Regions from separate parts of the Acanthopagrus latus genome. Here region 2 is linked to region 1. A link is a contact called in public Hi-C data. All regions are on one chromosome and are shown on one strand. The core of a region is the stretch at or near the end of the contact, and the rest is flanking DNA. Distances in the headings are between cores, read along the strand shown. Region 1 holds the start of rnf17 (RING finger protein 17). Region 2 holds the start of LOC119026307 (radixin).

Region 1 (6,459 bases), core at 1,005-3,504:
CATTTATGTTCAAAGACCTTCTTTTAAATGTTCTTCTTCATTTGTTCACTTCCTTCATTTTCCACTGATCCTCTTTTCTATGTTGTTGCCTTTGTTATTAATGGTGCGGATGTCATTAAAAATATAAATTCAATTAGTACTGTAATACAGTTCATGTAGTGCAATAACTCGGTTCTCGCTATCTATTTAATAATGTTGCAAAGTCTAGTTGATGGAGTGTATTTACCGCAGTAGTGTTAAATTGGTAAAGACCCATATTAGTTATTAGCCCATTCAGACATTCAGTAGTCAAACTAAAGGATACATTACACATGCAGTATTTCTAGTCTCACTGTGATCTGTTTATACTGCAGCTGGATTAAATCCCATGCAGCAAGAGGCTGCTTTCATTAACACTTAGTTTTAACTCTCAACACTAAGGACAAAACTGATAACTAGGTCTTGATCAGTTATGCAGTGAAAATGTTGATTTACTTGCTTCACCTGTTTACCAGTTTTTCTTCACATATAATTTTAAAATCACCAATCAAATAAATCACAGTGGATAACATCCAGGAACCTATAAAAGTTTGATAAACACATCAGTTCTTTCACTCTCTAGTTACATGAGAAAGATCACTGGTAATTTTACCTCACACTCCGGACATCTAATGACACTGTCATACTGAATGGACATCAGGCAAGATGTGCAGTAGATGTGGCCACATGAGAGCACACGAGGCAGGTTGCTGTCAACTTCATCCTCCTCTAAAATGGAAAGAAAAGACAAACACAATATACAAGCAGGAAGAATGCAGTGTCAGTGTAAATGAGAAGAGAGGATATCATGTACACTTCTGTTATCAAAGTGAATAGTCACTACACACCTTCATTTAATTCAAAAGCAAACTTCAAAGCAACATTAAGGGTTCTCTTGACTCGACTGCTACGTGATTTAACAATGTTAAGGTTTGCTGCCATTTGGTCAAAGATTCACAAATAATGAATGCTACGGATGAGTATCTGTTCGACCAAATAAATTATCTGTATCCGTACTGGGAATGGACTTGAACAGTAAGTAACCCGGAAGTTAGAAATGTCAGCCTGAAATTGATATGGGTACATCTAAAATATCTGTTCTTTATCTATTAAAAGATTATGCAATTGAACTTAAAACATATTTGATTACAAGAAAGAAACTATTCACAGAACAAGATATTTATGAACATAAATAAATAAACTTTGGCTCCTATAGGAATGAGCCGGGCTATGGCTCCAACACCGTATCCAGATTTAATATTCTTGCATGAAAGGTACATTTACCTTGTGAATTTCTCTGGTTTGAACGTTATTGAAAACATTTGGAAATTTAAGTACACAACTCAACAACACAGAGCCCATAACAAAGGTCTGGTTATGGTAATAATACAATTTCACACCATACTTGATTTCTGAAATGTAGCATGAACAAAAAGAAATTCCAGTAACTATGACAAACTTAGATCATGTTACAAACATAACTAATAATAATAATAATAATAATAATGATAATAATAATAATAATTCCATAAGTAATATTCCTGTAAGCAATGCCAGCAGACATAAAGGACAAAGCAGGCAGGTTCATGGTAATGACCCGGTCGTCAATTAAAAAAACTTTTGAGAGACTAGCTTTAGTGCTGCTTTCTGATACTGTGAAGTCAGTCACTTGAATCAGTGCCTAAACGTCCAATTTGCTGTTGCACTGAATGTCCTTCACCAGAATATTTACTAGCAAAACATTCCTGCATCACATGTTGAGTCGTTTTTGATAGGTGCGATTGACTGATAATTAAGCTAACTTTGGTCACTACCACCTCCTAGACTTAATGACAAACCCCTTGAACCCCTGAAAAATATTCATTTATATCATTAGCTAGTCGCTTTAGTCTTAAGTTTAGATAATAACACACTTTTTAAGACTCTAAAGGACCTAAGAAGACGTTAAATTTGTTAACTTTAGGTTAACATGGCCGCTTCCACTTGCTAGCAAGACGGCACACTTGTTTTAGCTAATGATGACTTAATTTATACTAAAACACGGTGTAACTGAGCGTTTAACTGCGAGAAAAGGGGCTCAAATATCCTACCAGGCAGAGAGAATGGGTCTCCACATAATTTGCAAATTACAGCGCTGGAGTTTTCGCCTCTTTCCATCATTAACATCTTAATGAAAATGTTTTTTTCTCGTGTCAAACGCAACGGTGTGGTGGCTTGTGCTTGTCACGTGACCACACAGGTGCGTTCAAGGCCCGAGGACAGGAGTCATTTAGTTGTTGAGAATACCGTAATATGTGGTAATAGACAGCTGTTCAGGCTTTTACGTTCTTGTGTTTTTCCTTATTGCATAATATTGAGCTGTAACAGACTTTATCGTTAGGCTATACTTTTTCCTGCAGAGATACCAGTAAGCTCAGCCTACTTGGACTAGCATTCCTATCAAAATGATCAAATAATTTAAGAATGACATTAGAAGCAGGTAGTCTACGCATAACTTAATGCATTTTTTAAAAAATAAGTAAAAGTGGTAAATTATGTAACAATAATAGTGACAATAATAACAGTTTTTCAGAGAGATTTAAAAGAAGAAACAAAGCCGGCCTGAATTCCTCCAGCAGCTTACCTCAAAGTTGTGGGGCCATAACTCCAAAAGCTCAGTGTCCCTGGGTTTTTAGTCTTGGATCTTGGATCTACCAACAGTCCTCGGCAGGTGGATCACAGGCTGTGTTCAGGCTCATAAGGGTTTATTAAGTGTGAGATATAATCATGGGCCAACCCCAAATATGCTTTAAAAGTGACCATTACATGGATAAAATGAATTCTAAAACGTGTAGCTAACCAATGTAGATATGCTAAAATAGGTTTTATGTAGACTCGTTTGTTGTGTTTTGCAAATAGTCTCGTTGCAGCATTTATGTAAGAGGTTCAAAGTGAGGTTTGTAAAATGTTCATTGATAAGTTATACATGAATAATCTGTGGGACAACCCCCCCCCCCCCAAAAAAAAGATGCTATTACTGTTTGCAGCTGTCTCTGTTCTAAACATAATTTAAGTAGGTAAAACTGGTCACTGATTTCATGAGTCCTAGACATGTAGTGTTTTTCTACGGACACTTGGAGGCGCCAGAGACTAAGGTATACACCGGTGATATACCCTAGAGCTCCTTACATGAGCAAATAGTCATGTTTATGTACTTTATTGATATATACTATGTGAGATAGAGATGTGAGATCTAAAAAGGGTTAATATTTATCTCTGACATTACATTTCACCCTTGTGAGCATCTCCACCTGTTGGAAATATTGGCATCCCTTTGTCTTTGCATGTCTGGGTTCAGCATTACATGTGCTTGGATATCTTTGGGAAATACCTACATAATGCAAGGAAAGCTCATTGTGTACCAGTGTGTCTCTATAGGCTAAAGCAGCATGAAAACCATGCTTTTGACCTGTTGTGTCTTTGCTCTTTGTATGTTCTTCATAGTTTTATTTTTCACATCCTTAATCTGCAACATTATACATTCCTCTTGTATTTTACATTGTATGATATATTCTTTTGTTTTCCCTTGAACCAATTGCAAAGCTCCACAGCAGATCTAATGGCAGCATGTCAGTACTCACTTCCATCTGAGCGCAGCTGCCAGCAGCGCTGCTGCCTGAGGACAATGGCCGGCTACCTAGCGAAGCAGCAGTAATTGGGAGTGACAGCCAATGGAGGGAAGAGAGGCACAGACATCAGATGGTAAAGGTAAATCATCTAGAGTGCAACACAACCAAAACTTTAACCTTCAGAGAGCGTTCATCTAGATCCCTGGAGGGTGAAAGAAAGTGCAGCACATCAAGGGGTCTTTCTATTTAGAGCTGGCAGGATGCAGCCCCAAAGAACAACTTGAAATACATGTGTTTTAACAGTACAACTCCCACCTCTGCAGAAGTGTCCAAATGAATACAGCTCCTGCTGTTGATCTGAGGGGAAAGTAGACCACCTTGGGGGTGTCAAAAGGCCTGCAGGTACAAAGTACACCTGTCTGCTAATGGGAGGCAGGAAAACATCCAAGATCAGTTTACACAGTGGCCCAGGGATCTTTAACACCTCAAATGTATCTGACACACCCTCTTGTGTTTTTCTGAATTAGGGAAATACATACAAATACAATTAAAAGTCTCAAATAGTGTAAAAACAAAAACAAAAACAAGACATCAACGTACAAAATAAAAGAACTCTGTAAATGTATTGTTTGATGTAATTCCCGTATTATCTTCCTGTTAAAGTGTGTGTAGAGAAACCTGTGGAGCAAAAACCATAAGTTCACATCTGAATCTGCATCTTCATTATTTGGTTGCTTTGGTAATTGATTGGTTGAGAAGCTCACGGCTGCAGAGCTAATGGATGGTTAAGAAAGACAACATGTGCAGTATGTTCTAATATACATTTTCATATACATAGTGAATTCTGTGGATGGCATTTGTAGTAATTCAGGGTCTCTTATATTAACTGATGATATTTGATAGGACAGGTCTAAGATGAAATGCAATATTTGTCCTGTTTCCTGGTGAAATTTACAGCATGTGTATCAATGAAAAATGGCCTTTTGTTTTAGATTTGTTTATTTGCCTCAAGAGATTTTCCTTTCCTTTTCTTTTCTTTTCTTTTCATTCCTCCATCCTGCGCGTTGAATTCCAGCAGATGGAGAGAGTGTAGAGTTATGTAGAGACTGAAGGAATCTGGACATCGGTCTTCACCAGGGCGGGATGATTATAGACAGTCTGGAAGGGGGGCAGGGTAAGTATGTATGTGTGTATGTGTGTACCAGGGTGGGGGGTAGTAGATGTGTTTACTATGGGTAATGAACCAATCAGCAGGCTGCCCAGGGGGGGATGTGGGGGTGCCTGTTAGCCGAATGGGGGTTGCCCCCCATCTTTCCTCTCCCCAAATGTGGGTCACTTCCTTCCTCGGGTGATTTTCCTCGTGTTTCCGTAAGAACAATAGCCCTCCTTGCACCCCCCTAAAAACCCCTATCAAATCACTTACTCATTAATGATGCTCTTAATTAAGCTCTGTTGTCTCATTAGCACTTTCCTGATGTCTCATATTGGCCTTATAAAACCATCCGTCCGCTTCATTGCCGTTATTTCCTGAATCACTAATTGTGGGTCATCTCTTGTGGCGATGATGTCTATAGGAAGATATCTATTTGTGTGCACCTCAAAGGTCTTATTAATAAACAACCTCCCTTCTATTCCTTGCACCCCCACCTGCCATCAGATGTCTCCTGGGAAACTTCAGAATGCAAGCAGATGGGCCATAAAATACATTAATAATACAAATTTTAACCTTGATGCCACGTCAGCTCATCTCTGACATACAGATTTTGTTTTTCAGACTCAGATTGAAAACCTTTTTATCATCCTTTGAATCCATTAGGAAGCCCTCCTGACCCACTAGCTTTGTGAGGATGGTGTGGTAACAACCTCTTGCCTATCCTTTGAGGTTGGGTCCTTACCGTCTGAAGAAAAATAACAAAGCAAGGAAAGGTCAGCAGACATGCGAGGAGATGCCAGCAGACTCGTGGATTGGCTTTAAGTGGTTGCTCCCCCCGAGGCCTCTTGGTCACAGCATGAAGAGAGCAAGGGCGATGGCAAATGACATCCGCTTTATACCTTCCCTAATCTCTTTGTCTGGTCAAAGAAAGACCTGCCATCAAACAAGGACGATTCATACTCATTTCAGCCTAGTGTAAAACAGCGCAAAAGCTGACTGTTAAGTAAGTCGATATGGGTAATTTAATTTGATCCACATGTTTCACAGATTTCTATATTTTTCTGCTTTAAATCTCTGAAGTGATTTTAATTGGCTGATATCTGCCTGAGAGTAGTGGCTATAATTAGATCCAGGTCAGCTGACACAAACACACACAGGACTGCTCTTTTTTCTTCTTTTTTTTTTTTTTTGCGTGTATTGGCCACATCAATACACATGATGCACAATGATGCTCATATTGGGGGTTGGGGATGTTTCATATTTGTTCACAATACAATCAAAATGGACCCATTATATCCATAGGTTACAGATTTCCATTTGACTTCCTCGAGTGTTTTTAAAGCCTTGGGGCTCTTTAGTCAGGTCTCAGCCTGTCCAACCAACTGTAGCGAGGTCGAAAGCGTGTCCCAACATACTTTGATTTCATATCTTTTTCTGTTTCTAGATATGCTAATGGTGCAATTTTGGGCATAGCATAATCAGGATCTGTATGCTGTAATGCAAAATAATATTCCTACAGAAACTAACTTCCTACCTAAACTGGTTCACATATTCATTTGAAACTACTACTTGATGGCTTAATGGGGGTCCAGCCACAGATACCTACATTAAAGTGTCTCTCCCACTTTGTTGTACCACTGCAGCACTAGACGAAGTAGGGAATGTAATCAGTTCATACCA
Region 2 (6,228 bases), core at 1,701-4,200, 170 kb after region 1:
TCAGCTCTGTAAATTTTGATGAAATCAAAGTTTAGCTGCAGATACCTATGAGCAGCCTGTTACAGTTTTTTTTTTCCATGAAAACATAAAGACACTTTCAATGAAGGGATAAGTTGAGTTTGCAAAAGGCTTAAAAGACTAGAAACACCTCAGTTCACCTGTGTTAGTGGAAGAGAATTACGCTACGAGCTGTGTTTCTGGAATGCACCCATGAGATTACTGTAATCCCATTTAATGTACTACGTTACCTCCTAAAACTGTGAAAACGCGCTAGAGGGTGACGAGGGCAAGGCCTTGAAGACGTGCAAAGTAGAAGAGGAACCCAGTGTGGGAGGAATGTGAAGAATATGTTAATGTGTGAGGCACTGAGCTGACATTTATTTTTTCTAACAGACAGCTCCACGCTGAGGAGATGAGGACATGCTCGGTGTTAAGCTGGGAGACAGCTGTTTGCAGGTTGAACCTGAGTGTCCTCGGCTGTGTCCTCTCTGTCACAACATGATAACTCTGTCAGCGTTTTCACCTGCTGCATCATGTGGCGTGTTTTGGAGTAACGGTGTAGGAATAACTGCATCCAGTTATCCAACCGTCGGTCTGTTTCAAATCATTACCATGCAGGATTGTTCGCTCTCCACAAAATGTCTCACATGTATGTCAGCGACATTAAAATAGGCCAGAGATCCAAACAGACGAATCAGCCTCCCAAGAGATGTGCCGTCATAATCCAGCCTCCATTTTTAACTGACTTCTTTCTCTTTCTGCTTGTGATGAAGCGGCTGGAATCCTATGTAGCAGTACGGTAGGGCACACACACACACGCACACACACTACTGTGGGCTGCTGTTGTCTGTATTCAGAACCAGACATGAACCACTTCTGATGTGAAAATATGAGACATGTCCTAAAAATGGATCATCTCAAATACTGTGTGAGTAAAATGAGAGGAGTAAATGATGAATTCACTTTCTGGGTCCTATCCTCTCACTGAGGATACAAGAAAGAAACAAGGGACAGACCCACTGTGTGTGGGTTGGTAATAAAAATCCAATTTTTGTGCTGTGCTGCTGAGAGGTGTCATGCAGTGTATTTATACCAGTAATGGATCCCCTTCTTGGCAGAGATGTACTAATTTTGACTAAAAATCAGCCATGTTTGATTCTAAAATTGCAACCACCTCTATTAAAGCAGGTCGGGTCAGTCATTAACCCAGAGTGTCAGTATCTGACGACCTGAGGATGAGAATCTATTCATCTTCCTCCAGGAAGCTACATTTTGTGGCATTAATGTGTAAATGCTACATGTGTGCACACATTCTGACATCAGCATTGGCTCCAAAGCTAAGGGAGCGCACACAGCACTGTATACCACTGGTGGGAGTTTCCTGGTGTGTTCTCTCATTCTGACTTCAGGTTTGGGCAAGCTGCATGCCAGTGACTCACAGCTCAAAGATGACACATCTCTCCTCCTCACAACCACATGGGCTCTGTTTCACAACACGGCTACTCTCATTTACAGGCGGTGATGAAAGGGAGAGCTTTTTCAGGAGATGGAGATGAGCAGCGGGGCATGGTGAGGCACGTGTGGGTAACATAGTTGTTTACTGAACCTCCACTTTCAGTGATGTTTATTCTTACAGTCAAACGTCACAAGGGTTATGATTTCTATACAGCGCTGGAGTAAATTCCCTGTTCGACACATGCAACTGAAAGCCTAAAAAATGAATGGACTACACGGCATTGACACATCTGTCAATTCTGGTTGTTTTCCTGTCACAGCACGAGGAGGCATGCAGCCGGTCTGCATCGATTTGTAATTATATTTCTAAAAGTGCAGCTTACTGTTCACCTCTGTTATTGGCATATTGGTGTATTAAAGTGATTTATCTAAAATCATCTGCCACAATAAGGAAGAAACAGGTGGAGCTGTCACGCTCACATCATCATTGTCCCCACCTCTATGTGATTTGCAGGAGTCCTGTCAGATTGATTTTCCCACATGGTAACTTTAAATTGCAATGCTGTCCATGAGCCTCTAATCGCCTCTTAGATGTGTGATCAATACATCTGATGATATAATATACTAGTGGTGTTACATGGTGCTAAACAGCATCATAACTCACCCACAGAAAGTGTCTGAACACTACCAGAAACTTTTTGCTTCCCATAATTCCGGCTTTTGCGCGAGCGAGTTGCGTAGAGAGCTGCAACTCCACTTCTGTTTCCTTCCTCGTGGTCACGGTTTCACAGTGCTTTAATATTGAAGCCAATGTTTTATTTTCGATTAATTTCAAACACATATTTTCACTGTCCATTGAACAGTCAGCTACTCTCTCAATTGATCAGTGAGATGCTGTCCAACAGAACGCCAGATAATGTTTAGAATTGAAAGTGTGTCAGAGCCCAGAGTGACATTCTCACGTCTTGTGCGTTCACAATCCGAAGACATCCACCTTACTGACACCAGAAAATACTGACGTGTGTTTCTTCAAAATGTACTTACACCAGTGACTCCAGAAAAACAGTCCGCCATTACACTGATGACTACTCAGTTAATCAATACATTGAAGGTGAGAGGATAACTTGAGAGCGAAGAGTGAACCCTCATCAACCTGAGGCAGGTCTGTGTGCATCCACAACTGCTTCAGTGAGGAATTTCACTGTTCAAATCAAATTGTATGTGGAGAGAGCTGTGCTAATAACCACTGAGTGAAGCCTCTGTATCGATTTTACAGTCACCCGACCACTTTATAAACCATTACTGGCGCATTACGGGCGGTTAGTAAGCGTGGGGTTGGCAGTGACCTGACACATTTACCAGAAGGACCTCGGGGGCGGGTGCAGACGCCCTCCCTCCCTCGTGGCTCTGTTAAAGTTTTGGGACCCCGGGGTGCACCCCGCCGCAGGCTGCTCTGCACAGCGTCAGTCACGGGGTGAGAGAGGGAGGGCGGGAGGGGAGGGGGTGAATCTGCAGGACTCGGCTCACCACGCCTCGGTACGGTAAGTTCGTCAGCCATATTGACTGTCTGTACCTCTTCTCCGCTCGTGGGAGCCTGCTGCCTGGCGGAGGAGTCTCCAGCACCGCAAGCCTGCCGGTGCGCACCGTGTCCGGTAAACAGCGCAGAGAGGACGGGGAGGTGAAGCTCTATTTTTACCCGCGGTGGATATATAAAGTAGGGCTGCCAGCTGGAGGGGCTGACAGTTGGACACATCCTCGGCGCAGCCTATAGAGGTGAGTTTTATCGCCTTCATCTCTGCCTTGGCTTCCTTTAAGCCGTTCAACCGCGGTGGGGGATTTATTTTCTCTTCCAGGAGCTGCCGCGCGCTGTTTCTATTTTTTTTTTTTTACGCAGGCCCGTTAACGAGCCGCAGCGCTTCTAACTTCTTTATTTTATATAACACTCACCTATCTGACAGGCAGGCTGAAGGCGGAGTGGAGGCTAGTTTGCCCCCACCTTCACCTCCTCCTCTAACCGGCTTCTTTTGCACGTTTCAGGACGGGAGGACGGGGTGAGTGAACCGGTGTCACTTTGCGCCGAGGTGCCGTGTGTCACTTCAGATGTTATGCAACAGAGCGGGGCTTACATTAGGAGTCGGGGTAATTACATGCTTGTCCTCTTTTTCCAGAACGAGCTAAAAGGCGGGTAAGAGACCAGCTCTCGTGTAAAGGTGTTCGGACCAACTGTGTACACGCGGGCAGCCGCCCCGCGGACGTGTGTCCGCGCCTCGCGCGGCTCGTTATTTCGCTCCGGAGTTGGAATTCCTCGGGTCAGTGTTGTGTTGGCTCCCCGCTGCTCTTTTGTGACGCTCCGGGCTGTAACAATGTTTCCTGCGCCGTTGGCAACTTCAGCCGTGGTCCCTGTCGCTGCTGACGACGCGCCTTTTTTTTTTTTTTTACCCCCCAACAATGCAGCAAACAAACAGCCGCCGCTAACACGATTAGCACGCTGTCACAGTGGAGCTGTCATGGCTCTCACTGTTCATATTTATGCTCCGGCTTCTCTGAAGTACCTGTGGTCGATACAGAATTCCGCTATTCTTTGCGTCTGTCTCGGCTGAAGTCACACACACACCGCTTCAACTTTGAGACAGACAACAACAACAAACTCGCGTGTATCGTGTGAGAAACCGGTCGGACGCTCGTTCATGCAAAAGAAAAACACGCATGTACGTGAAGGAGACTGAGGCTGGGTTGTAAACAGTATGTAAAGTGTCTCCCTCCTCGTTACTACGTTAACTTTGGGTGGCTACAAGTGGCTCTACCCTCCGTCCTGGAGACCACGCAGAGCCGCACCGTGTGTAATACAGACAAGTTCAGCTTTTCTACGTAGACGGCGGTCCTGAATACAGCCGCATACATTAAGGCGCCCACACATGATGCTGGCAGCTCCATCTGGCACAAACAGATGCTCCTCCGGCGTCAGGGAAATTAGCGAGCCTCTGATTGGCCTCATTAGGGCAGGGGGAGTAACTTCATTGGCTATTATCCCTGTCGGTCAAATCCTCCTGTTGCTCCCGGCTCCGCCTCCTCCGGGGACCGAGTTACAACTCATTTGAGAAAGAGGCTCCACCATCATGACATGAGATACCTCTGACGGCTGGTTTTAGATTTCTCCCAGCAGCGCTATTTTTTGTAACCTGTTGAATAATCTCATGGCTCCAGACCAGAGAGGGAGAATGTAGTCATGTCCTGGCCAGACGTGAACTTTAATAGTTGTTTTTGTGCTGTTTTACAGACTCGGGGCAGGTCTGAATTCAGTTGAAGTCATACCTGTTGGCTACTACAGGGACCCAGAGTGAATCTTTATCTGCTCATCTTTGTGTATGCACTTGAAAATAAAGTCTTAGTTCTATGAAGAGTGGAACTGTCTGTGGAGATAGATGGATTCTCCCCTGGAAATGAAAACAAAAGTCTGACGTGCAGCAAGAATTGACCAGGTTTGGTTTGCTGTATGCTCAAACACATTTAGACTATTTTGCACACAAAAATGAGCAGATAAATCAGATTCTGCATGTGAAGTTGGCTGAATCTTGACCATCTCTTTGCACGCCAGCTGCCACTGTGAGACTGTCTGAAATGTCTCTGTGTTGGTTGTGGTGTCCAGTCAGCTCCTCACGCTGAATAGTTGAGATTTAAGTCCTGGGGCTTGTTAGAGGAGATTTGTATCTCCCTTTCCTTTGTCATTGTCAGTTTTTAACATATGCTATTTCCATTTACCTGAGTTTACATCGTTTGAAAATTGGCTCTTATTTCCCTGTTTCTTTTGTTGCCATGGCTACATGCCCATTCTAGTAATCCCCAAATAAAAGAGTCGATGGAACAAAAGTGAATGTACCAGAAATACCCGTTATAGTCATTCACTGTAATGTAAAAGTGCACACATGCATTAGTAATAAGTACAGTAGGTCTAAGTTGAACCAGGATGTAGATCTGCATTGCAGGGGACATTAAAATCTGAAGTTTAAGTAAGACTTTCAGCACTCAAGTATTTCAGATCAGATGGTTGAGATTGTATAGTTTAAGTGATATCCAAACACTGATGCCTGACTCACTTAGTTGCTAAGCCTGGTTTAGTAGGTAATGTATAATTTGATAAGTGAATGTATTATAACCAACTCAAATACAACTCAAAAAGAAAATCATTTTAAGTTAATTAACAATAAACATTTTTTTCAGTACCATTACAAGGTTTAGGCACAGAGCCTGAACCGTTTCGGGCACCACCTCAGATGAATTTATCAAAATGGAAAAGATCCAAACTAATTTAAGAACTGTGTACTAATGGTTGTAGCCTGTTCTCAGTGGATTTATTCAGACAGATTAATTATTAAGATTACTGGAGTTACTTATCTGTTGTCTGCTTTTGTTACTTTTTGTACACAGATATGGCTATAACAGTGGTCCAAAGTTATGTTAAATTGAATTTTTTTTAATGGAAAATGAAAACGCCATCCTAAAGCCCTTGTCCGCCTCGAGCTTGATTTGTGCTTCTGCATTAAACCAGATGCATACTCTGCACCGTAGTCTATGCCGTAGCATGAAGGACACCCTCCCAGAAGTGCAACAACTGTGATTGATCCACTTGGTAGTGTCTTATTTTCAGCTTCTCCTCCGGTGCTTAGTGGCGGGACTAATATGGTGGATTGTGAGCTCTAGTTTCCCCAGCAAACACCCCGACTAACATGACAAGCCAACTGCTGCTCTTTGGATCAACCCTTCGCTGCTGAAGTC

The links. A called contact is a pair of places that touch in the nucleus more often than the background predicts.
Region 2: a Hi-C map of muscle shows a contact between it and region 1, with 5 times the contacts expected there. The contact joins the promoter of LOC119026307 here to the promoter of rnf17 in region 1. A contact is called at or near these places in 3 of 4 Hi-C or Micro-C datasets (liver and muscle).

Annotation. Positions count from the first base shown.
Region 1 is chr9:6,028,082-6,034,540 of fAcaLat1.1, forward strand. It overlaps rnf17 (RING finger protein 17), which reads right to left and starts at 2,255. Exons shown (of 38, transcript XM_037110323.1): 1 at 2,109-2,255; 2 at 632-747. The coding sequence starts at 2,184. LOC119026279 (a long non-coding RNA gene) reads left to right here and starts at 3,607. Exons shown (of 3, transcript XR_005077096.1): 1 at 3,607-3,765; 2 at 4,705-4,800; 3 at 5,443-5,880.
Region 2 is chr9:6,195,140-6,201,367 of fAcaLat1.1, forward strand. It overlaps LOC119026307 (radixin), which reads left to right and starts at 2,951. Exons shown (of 16, transcript XM_037110580.1): 1 at 2,951-3,228.